Regions from separate parts of the Sus scrofa genome. Here region 2 is linked to region 1. A link is a contact called in public HiChIP or PLAC-seq data. All regions are on one chromosome and are shown on one strand. The core of a region is the stretch at or near the end of the contact, and the rest is flanking DNA. Distances in the headings are between cores, read along the strand shown. Region 1 holds the start of SF3B6 (splicing factor 3B subunit 6). Region 2 holds the start of ATAD2B (ATPase family AAA domain-containing protein 2B).

The links. HiChIP or PLAC-seq counts read pairs in DNA pulled down with a chosen protein or histone mark.
Region 2: a contact with region 1 is called in an H3K27ac HiChIP or PLAC-seq map of skeletal muscle. The contact joins the promoter of ATAD2B here to the promoter of SF3B6 in region 1. A contact is called at or near these places in 3 of 5 promoter capture datasets (fetal liver and liver), 26 of 47 Hi-C or Micro-C datasets (alveolar macrophages, blood, embryonic fibroblasts and 13 more) and 2 of 2 datasets of contacts at active chromatin or transcription factors (alveolar macrophages and skeletal muscle).

What each region holds. Positions count from the first base shown.
Region 1 is chr3:114,604,094-114,608,353 of Sscrofa11.1, forward strand. It overlaps SF3B6 (splicing factor 3B subunit 6), which reads left to right and starts at 1,770. Exons shown (of 4, transcript XM_003125364.4): 1 at 1,770-2,089. The coding sequence starts at 2,060. It overlaps TP53I3 (quinone oxidoreductase PIG3), which reads left to right. Exons shown (of 6, transcript XM_003125363.6): 6 at 987-1,362. The coding sequence ends at 1,169. It overlaps LOC110260105 (a long non-coding RNA gene), which reads right to left and starts at 1,693. Exons shown (of 2, transcript XR_002342966.1): 1 at 556-1,693.
Region 2 is chr3:114,720,061-114,724,320 of Sscrofa11.1, forward strand. ATAD2B (ATPase family AAA domain-containing protein 2B) reads left to right here and starts at 2,165. Exons shown (of 27, transcript XM_021087782.1): 1 at 2,165-2,805. The coding sequence starts at 2,590.

The DNA of each region.
Region 1 (4,260 bases), core at 520-3,019:
GATCATATCTTAAGTTAGAGAGCCTATATAGAAACCTGCCCCCCTGTGGATAAATAGCTAATCTAATTTCACGGAACTAATAAAAATCAGTTGATAAAGGCCTCAACATCTTAGAAAGAGGGTAGCTAGGGAGTTCCCATGATGGCGCAGCGGAAAGGAATCCAACCAGGAACCATGAGGTTGCGACCGCAAGCCCTGGCCCCAATTAGTGGGTTAAGGATCCGGCATTGCCATAAGCTGTAGTGTAGGTAGAAGACGAGGCTCAAATCTGGTGTGGCTGTGGCGTAGCCAGGACTACAGCTCCAATTTGACCCCTAGCCCGGGAACTTCCATATGCCACGGGTGTGGCCCTAAAAAGCAAAAAAACAAAACAAAACAAACAAACAAAAAAAAACAAAGAGGATAGCTAATACGTAATATGTAAACATAACAATAAATGAAGCATTGACCATGCTAGGAAATACTTCTAATAGTTCCAAGACTGTTTTCAAAGACAGAACTGTTCTCAGTGGGCTAAGAAAACCTCTTAGGTAAATAAGGTTAGTAAATTCCTACCTTTAACAGATTATACATTCCCGAAATCTTTTGTGAGTAGCAGTCCAGCAGGTGCCAAGTTTGGGAATGTTTCCCAAAATGATTTCACATTGCTGGGGGATAGCAGAGGTTAAACATCCCTTTTGAATTGAGCCTATATTAAGTCCTGTCTGAGGCCATCTCCTGCTTGAAGTCTTTACTTAAAAACAGCCCTGTCAGCTTTCAGTGACACTAATACTTTCTCCAGGCTTTGATCTTTATCTGGTACAGAAGAGATTACAAATCTAGGAGTATGCACATACATGCTGTTCGTCAAGGGGTTACTTCGTGCCCTTGTGTGACTTTTCAGACATGTACAAGTTTCAGGAAGAGCAGAAATGCGAAGCAGGATGGGGACTGGCCAGGTTGTTAGGCCACTGTCCGGGCTGATGGTCTCCTTTTCCTTATCTTAGTACAAGCAGATGCTGGTGAAGAGCTTCACAGAGCAAATTCTGCCCCACTTCTCCATGGAGAGCCCTCACCGTTTAGTGCCGGTTCTGGACAGAGTCTATGCCATGACTGAAATTCAAGCGGCCCATGTGTATATGGAGACTAACAGGAACATGGGCAAAATCGTCCTGGAGCTGCCCCAATGAAGGATGAGGGAGGGGGCAGTAGAGGACGTGGCTCCCTCAGGTCTTCCAAGAGCAAACTTCAAGAAAATTCACTGTACAGTCAGGCCACTGGGTGCTATTCCAGGCTGGGCTGTAACCTCCTGTTCCTTCCCCAGCCTTCTCTAACGATCCTTGTAAAACTGGTCTAGGAAATAAAGAGTGGAATTGAAGAGTGGCGCGTGGACTGGGGCCGCCGGAGCGGGAGTGAGGTGGAAGTGAGATGGGGCGTCGCAGCGGCCCGGGCGGGGTGTGGGGGTGATTACAGAGGCCGAGTCACCTGAGGCCTAAGATGGGGGGCTGAGGCTGCGCCAGGAGTTCGGAATACCCGGTACAGCGTCAGCCAAACACCAGAACCCTTCAGTCTCGGCTTTGCGCAGTCAGAAGCCCTTGCCTCCACAACGTGTCCCTAGCACAGCAGCAAGCGCCCTGCAACACCCCCCAACTCTAGACCCCGCCTTCTCCCACCACTCACCCAGGGGCAATCCACCTCACCCAGTTCTCCTCAGGCCCCGCCCTTTCCAGTCAGCTTCCGCTGCTCAGGGCCATCCGGACCGGAACACCTCCCCCTCCCAAGCTCATTCCCCGCCCCTTCCGGCTTAGAGCCCGGAAGCTCCTTGGACCTTTTCCTCTCAGCCTTCCGGCGTCATCCAGTCTCAGACCCGTTTTGCCCAGAAGTCTTTTCCTAAGGAGAGACTACGTCAGCACGTTTCGGCGTGAGACGGTGATATTCCTGCGCTTTAGAACAGCTCCCGGCGGGGTCTTTTTGTTGATGTCCTATATCTCACTCGGTATTGCGTTCTAAGCTGAGCGAGCCCGCCCGAAGAGCGGAGGAATTTAAGTGTTTGCTGCGGTGACCTCATCAGCCTGCCAGGATGGCGATGCAAGCAGCCAAGAGGGCAAACGTGAGTGTTGGGGACTTCGACGTTGGAGGGGGAGCACTTCGCTGCTGGACTTTCTCAGCAGCGTGATCAGAGCCTTCTTGGCCCTCTTCCATCCCCGTCGCGGGGATGCCCAGAAGTTACTGACCTGTCAGAGTGTATTTCATCCTAACCTGGTCCTTAGAGATGTGCTCTTTGAGCCACACGTCCGCCCCTACCCCTTTTGAGAGTTCCTTCGGTCTGTTATCCCATTATCAGTGATAGTGTTGCAGCCTATGTTGCTTCACCTGCACCTAGGACCTGGCGTCAGCATTCTCTCTTCGGCCTAAAAGTCAGTAGCACAGATGATTCCGCAATAAATAACTTATGCTTAACAGGCAACTCGAACCTTGATGTCTTCTTGGATCATAGAGCTTTTTGGATCCTTCATTAATGTTTTGAGCGATTTTTTTTTCTTTTTTTGAGCATCTAGTATGTACCAGACTTGAGAGAGAGAGGATAGAAAAATCAGTCATATGTATTGAACACTTAGTATGTACCAAATACTAGTCTAGGTATTGGAGATAAAATGGTGAATAAAACAAAAAGCCCTGCTGCTTACATTGTAATATGAAAGAGTGGGGTGTGATGGAAACCTCAGAAAAATTGTCTCAAGAGAAATAGAGTGGTCAACTCTAAGATGCTGAGAGGTATAGTAAGGTGAAGACAGATAATTGAATATGCTGAGATGTAGACTTGGTAACTTTGATGATAATCATTTCAGTGGATGAAAATTTGGTTGCAGTGGAATGAAAAGAAGGTAGAAGTTGAGAAAATGGAGACAGTTCTTTTCCATGAGTTTTTGTGTAAATAGGAGAAGAGAAATTGTATGATTGTTAACTTTCTTCTTTTTTTTTCTTTTTTGGCTGTGCCTCGGGTACAGGGAAGTTCAGGACCAGGGATTGAACCCGTGCCACCACAGTGCTGTGGCAACCCTGGGTCCTTAACCCAATGAGCCACCAAGGAACTCTCAACATTTTTCTTTTTTAAGATGTATGAAGTTCCCCCATGGCTCAGCAGCTCTGTTGTTACTGCTGTGGCTTGGGTCACTGCGATGGCACAGGTTCATTCCCTGGATTGGGAAATTCCACATGCTGCAGGTCCACAAACAAACAAAAAACATTCGAAATTATATATATATATGTATATACACACACACACACACACATATACATAATACATAAGGATGTATGATATAAGGTGTGATTCGTATGCTAGTGAGAATGATCCAGGGAGAAACTGATGATGTAGGAGAAGGATGGGTTAGGTTCAGGAATAATTTGGAGTTGGGGGTTGGCATTGCAATGAGAGTGAAAGTGGATGGACAAGTGTAGATTGAATATAAGGCACTTAACTATTTGGCCATATCTATTTTCTCCAGTAAGCAAGGGCCAAGTTTATCTTCTGGGTTGGCAGGGAAGAGAGGATACAGCCTAACTGGATATTAGAGGGAGTGGGGCTGGTGACTTTTGAAGAAAGAAGAGGAAATGTGATACAGTGTCTTGCAGGGTGAGAAAGCAGATTTACTAGAAAAGTATATTGTGATTGTTTGATAGTGTTTATCATCTACTTCACCTTAAATCTTAAAGTCTAAAACTATTGTACTTATTTTTGTTTTGTTTTGTTGTGTTAACATCATTTAATTTTTAAAAAATTTTTTATTACTCAAATGAATTTATCACATCTATAGTTGTATAATGATCATAACTATCTGATTTCACAGGATTTCCATCCCACAGCCCAAGCACATCCCCCCACCCCCCAAGCTGTCTTCTCCAGAGACCATAAGTTTTTCAATGTCTGTGAGTCAGTATGTGTTCTGCAAAGTTCAGTCTGTCCTTTTTTCAGATTCCACATGTCAATGAAAGCAATTGATGTTGGTGTCTCATTGTATGGCTGACTTCACTTAGCATGATAGTTTCTAGGTCCATCCATGTTGCCAAGAATGCCGGTATTTCGTTCTTTTTAATGGCTGAGTAATATTCCATTGTGTATATGTACCACATCTTCTGGATCCACTCCTCTGTCAATGGACATTTAGATTGTTTCCATGTTTTGGCTACTGTAAATAGTGCTGCAATGAACATCAGCGTACATGTGTCTTTGTGAGTCTTGGTTTTCTCTGGATAAATGCCCAGGAGTGGGATTGCTGGATC
Region 2 (4,260 bases), core at 915-3,414, 120 kb after region 1:
AACTTAAGCAGGTTCTGGGCTTTGTCCTCTGACCTTTCTAGCTTCTGTAGGCAGAGAAAATAGATAAAGTTCACCAGAGTTAGGCAAATGCACTGGAAGTGAAAGCTGTCTTTAGAGCTTAGCTTGCTGTCTGGGTTCTTGCTGTAACTTAGTTTTTGGTCCAAGTATTTCTTAGTAATTTGCCAGCTCATGTAGTTTTAAGTAAAGTTTAAAAGCGATTTTTATCGATTTTTCAGTTATTTTCTTCTAGTCAGAATATGTAAAACAAGCAACTCTTGGGGGTTTCTGTTGTGGCTCAGCAGGTTATGAACCCAAGTAGTATCCAACTAGTTTGATCCCCGGCCTCACTCAGTGGGTCAAGGATCCAGGGTTGCCATGAGTGGGTCAAGGATCCAGGGTTGCCATGAGCTGTTGTGTAGGTGCAGCTAGGATTCCACCCCTAGGCTGGGAACTCCAACATGCTGTAGGTGCAGCCCTAAAAAAGCAAAAAAAAAACCAAAAACAAACCAAAAACCCCAGGCAACTCTTTCATATATTTTTCAAACTGCTTTCTTTTGTCTGTTTTCTTTCTCCATTTTGTGGTTCTAGATGCATCTCTGGCATCATCACCTCTCAGAGGTTTTCTCTAACAACTCTGCTTGAATTAGAGGTTTCTGCCTCATTTTTTCCTGTCACATTGTTCTGCAGCTTACTGGTTCTTTGCCTGTCTTTATTTCCTCCTTGTCAGTGAGCTCTCTGAGGGCCAGAACTATATTGTTATTTAAAAACAAAAAAGCAATAACCCCTCCATATTTACTGGCCTGACAGAGGACCTAACACCAGTTGGGGTTTAGAATAAACATTTGCTATTAGTAAAGGGTATAGGTTGTAGTATCCCAAACAACAACCTGGCTTTCTCAATTTAGGACTACAAAAACAAAACTGAAACAAAGGAAGAAAGCACAGAAGTCCTTTGTGTGCTAATTTGCACACCATACACCTCTTAAGGACACTTTAAATACTGCTTAAAGCCAGACTCTTTCTGCAGGAAATGAAATCGTTTATTCTGTTCGATGATCTCATAGCTAATTGACACAGGAAAACCTAGGTCTCCTTCCATTATAAGGTTGTCACACCCAAAGAGGCCAGTTTTAAATGGTGGGTGAAGTGTCTAGGGGAGAATGTGGTATGCAGATTAGTGTCAAGAGAGATTAGTCAGCTTTCCTGGAATCCATATTGCTTCCCCAACAGAAAAACTATTTCCATTCTTAGTGCATTATGCAGTTTTGTTGAACAACTGGGAGCTTGGATGAGGAGAATCCTCTAATTTTGACGCAGCTTGGTGATTTTTATAAGACTTTTCTCAAGTCTTCAATTATTCTTAGTGAGGCAAAGAGGAGAACTTTTATCCAATAAATATTAGGCTCTCTATTGCTAATGTACGGAGGAATTCTGGAAATGAACATAATTCCTTCTTTCAACAGAGCTTTTCATATTAACTGTGTCCCTTAACCTTTTTCTTTGGAAGTTAAACATTTTCTATCTTCATGTTCAGCTTTTTGTGTCATTCTTAATTCTTGCGCGGGCGGGGCAGCAGTGCTAAATGAGGCTTTTAATAGGAAGAATTCATTCTTTGTGACTCCGCCTTAGATCTGGCTAAGGTTATAGAAAACACTCTAAGACAGACACTGCTTTGCTTTGTTTAAAGACACAGGGTTCCAGCGTTTGCTCTTTCTTAAGCTTACCGTGTGCCAGACACTGCATAGATCTGTCTTATCAGCGCTATCATTCACATCTTTACAACCTTGAAAAGTGACACAAGTTCAGCGTCTTGTCTTGGATATCAACGGATTCCAACTCAGGTCACCGCGCCCTGGTCTTCGCCCCCCCTCCCCTTCACTCCCCGCCTTTGCCGGTCGTTCCTAGTACCATCCAGGCCACCTGGGGGTGATGGTGGGGTTCTCCGGCCTGGCAAGGGGTGAAGGCTCCGAGACAGACTCTAGCGTTCGCGCGCGCCTATCCCGCGCGCACTCTGTTTTTTCCCATCCCCTCCTTGCTAGGCAGCCGGCCAGACCTGGAAACCATAGAGCTGACACAGCCCAGAGCGTACCTTTCTTGGCCGCCAAGCGCTGACAGCGCTCCGCTGGGCGGGGCCTACTGGAGGGGCGGGGGAAGAGGAGGGAGCAGCCTACAAGGGAAAGGCTGGCCGGCCTTGCAGCGCCCCGCAGCGGTCACTGCCGGAAGCGGTCTCGTTGGCCCTGCGGCGCTGGAGCCCTGACGCACGGAGCTCGAGAGCGAGAACGGGAGAGAAAGGGGTAGAAATGGCGGCTCCGCTCGGCTCCCGCTGAGGAGGGCGAAGCCGGCGGAGGGTCTGAGCTGTCGGCCTGGAGCTTCGGTCCCGTCTCCCGCTGTCTTCTCACGCCGACTTTCCTTCCTCTGTCTTACTCTCGCCTGTCCTCGTCTGCGCTCCGCAGAGTCCGGGTCGGCTTGTCTTTCCCGGCCCGGCTCCACTGGCCCTGACTGCCCGGCCGGCGGGCCGGCCTTCCTTGGCTCTCCCCGGCGCGGCGGGCGCCGCGGGCGCGGCGTGGACCCCGTCCTCCTGGCTGGACCATGGTGAACACCCGGAAGAGCTCCCTGCGCCTTCTCGGATCTAAGTCGCCTGGGCCTGGGCCTGGGCCTGGGGCCGGAGGAGAGCCTGGGGCGACCGGAGGCAGCAGCCATTTCATCTCCTCTCGGACCCGCTCCTCCAAGACCCGCGCTGCCAGCTGCCCCGCCGCCAAGGCCGGGGGAAGCGGTGGCGCCGGCGTCGCTCTGGATGAGGCCCGGGTAAGAGCGCGGCGGCCCGAGTCCGGAGGCTCGCGAGTCGGCCCGGCCGCCGGGGCTTTGTCTGGCCAGGTTGGGGCAGGCAGCCTCCAGGGGAGACCGCTCGGTCGGCTGGAGACCCGGGTCTGCGGGTGCGGTGGAGGGTGGCAGCTGGCTAGTTAGGGCCGCACCAGCTTAGCTGGCCCGGCTCTTTTGTGTGGAGAGCGGGACTTGAGTCCAGGGGAGAAGACTATGGGTGTGTGTGTGTGGGGGGGTGTTTTCGGGGACGTTAGAGCAGCCTGCTTTCTGTGTCCTTGTCCCGCCTGAGAGGGGAATTCTAAGGGAGCAAGAGCGAAGGGCTGGACTCTCCGGGTGGACGGGCTGGAGAGGAGAAGTGAAAGTTTTCTGCGGTGTCAAACCCTTCTTGTGAGCGTGTCAGCTCCTGCCGGTGTCTAACTCCGGCTTACTCTCAAACTGGGGGTGGTTCAAGTTGGTGAGGAAGTGAACGAGAGCTCCAGTTGGCAGCCTGGCAGGGATGCTGAAAAAAGTTTGTAGCAGCTCTGACACCAACTTTAAAAACAAAATCAACACTATCGCCTCTCCAGGCAGGAGCGATCAAATGTGATATTGTAGCTAGAGAACCCGCCAGCCGGCCAACCAGAGTTCTAGTGGGGTCTCGGTCGGTAGAGCTTTCAAGTGGAGACTTCAGGTCACAAAAGGGGCATGTCCAAAATTGTGGATAGTAAGCACTATCGTCTCCAAATTGTGTTTTTTTGGGTGTCTCTCCATTTTTGTTATGGGGATAGTTTATAAAAGGCGACTTAACACCATCGTGGTTCCACTGCTCCTAAAGTGACATTTGAAGAAGGCCGGCGATGATTTCGTTTAGTTTTTTTTTTTTTTTTTTTAAAGTGGTAGCTCTTAAAATTTTATTACATTGTAATGCTCTAAGCTGTAACATGTATGTTTTATCACTTTAAAGGTATTGATAAGGGTGTGTTATGAGATTGGTTATGAATTCAGAAAAGAGGATGTTTCTGTCTAGAGAGGCTAATTTACTAAGAGTAATTTTTCTGGAAATTTTGTTATTCTTATGGGAGGAAAGCAATATATATTTTTTTCTATGGGGTCTGCAAGATCATGGTTTGTGTGTGCTTTTTCTGTGTATCTCTCACTGTTCTGATACCAGAATGAACTGAGGCAAATACAATAGACATATTTTACCGAAGTTTTCTGAAATATGTTGTATGAAAATGTGTTTGGCTTTTATTTTGCTAAAAATGTGGAAAATATTTTAAAAGTTGTCTTATTAGACTATTTTGGGGCTTACAGATCTTTTAGATTGAAATAAGAAAAACTAGGCTTTCTGTAGAAATTATTCCAAACATGTACGAGTGTACTGACTTTCCTAAGCTAAAATAGATTTTAAAAGTAATTTAAGAAAGATTTGCCTCTGTTCTTAAGTACAAATAAAATATT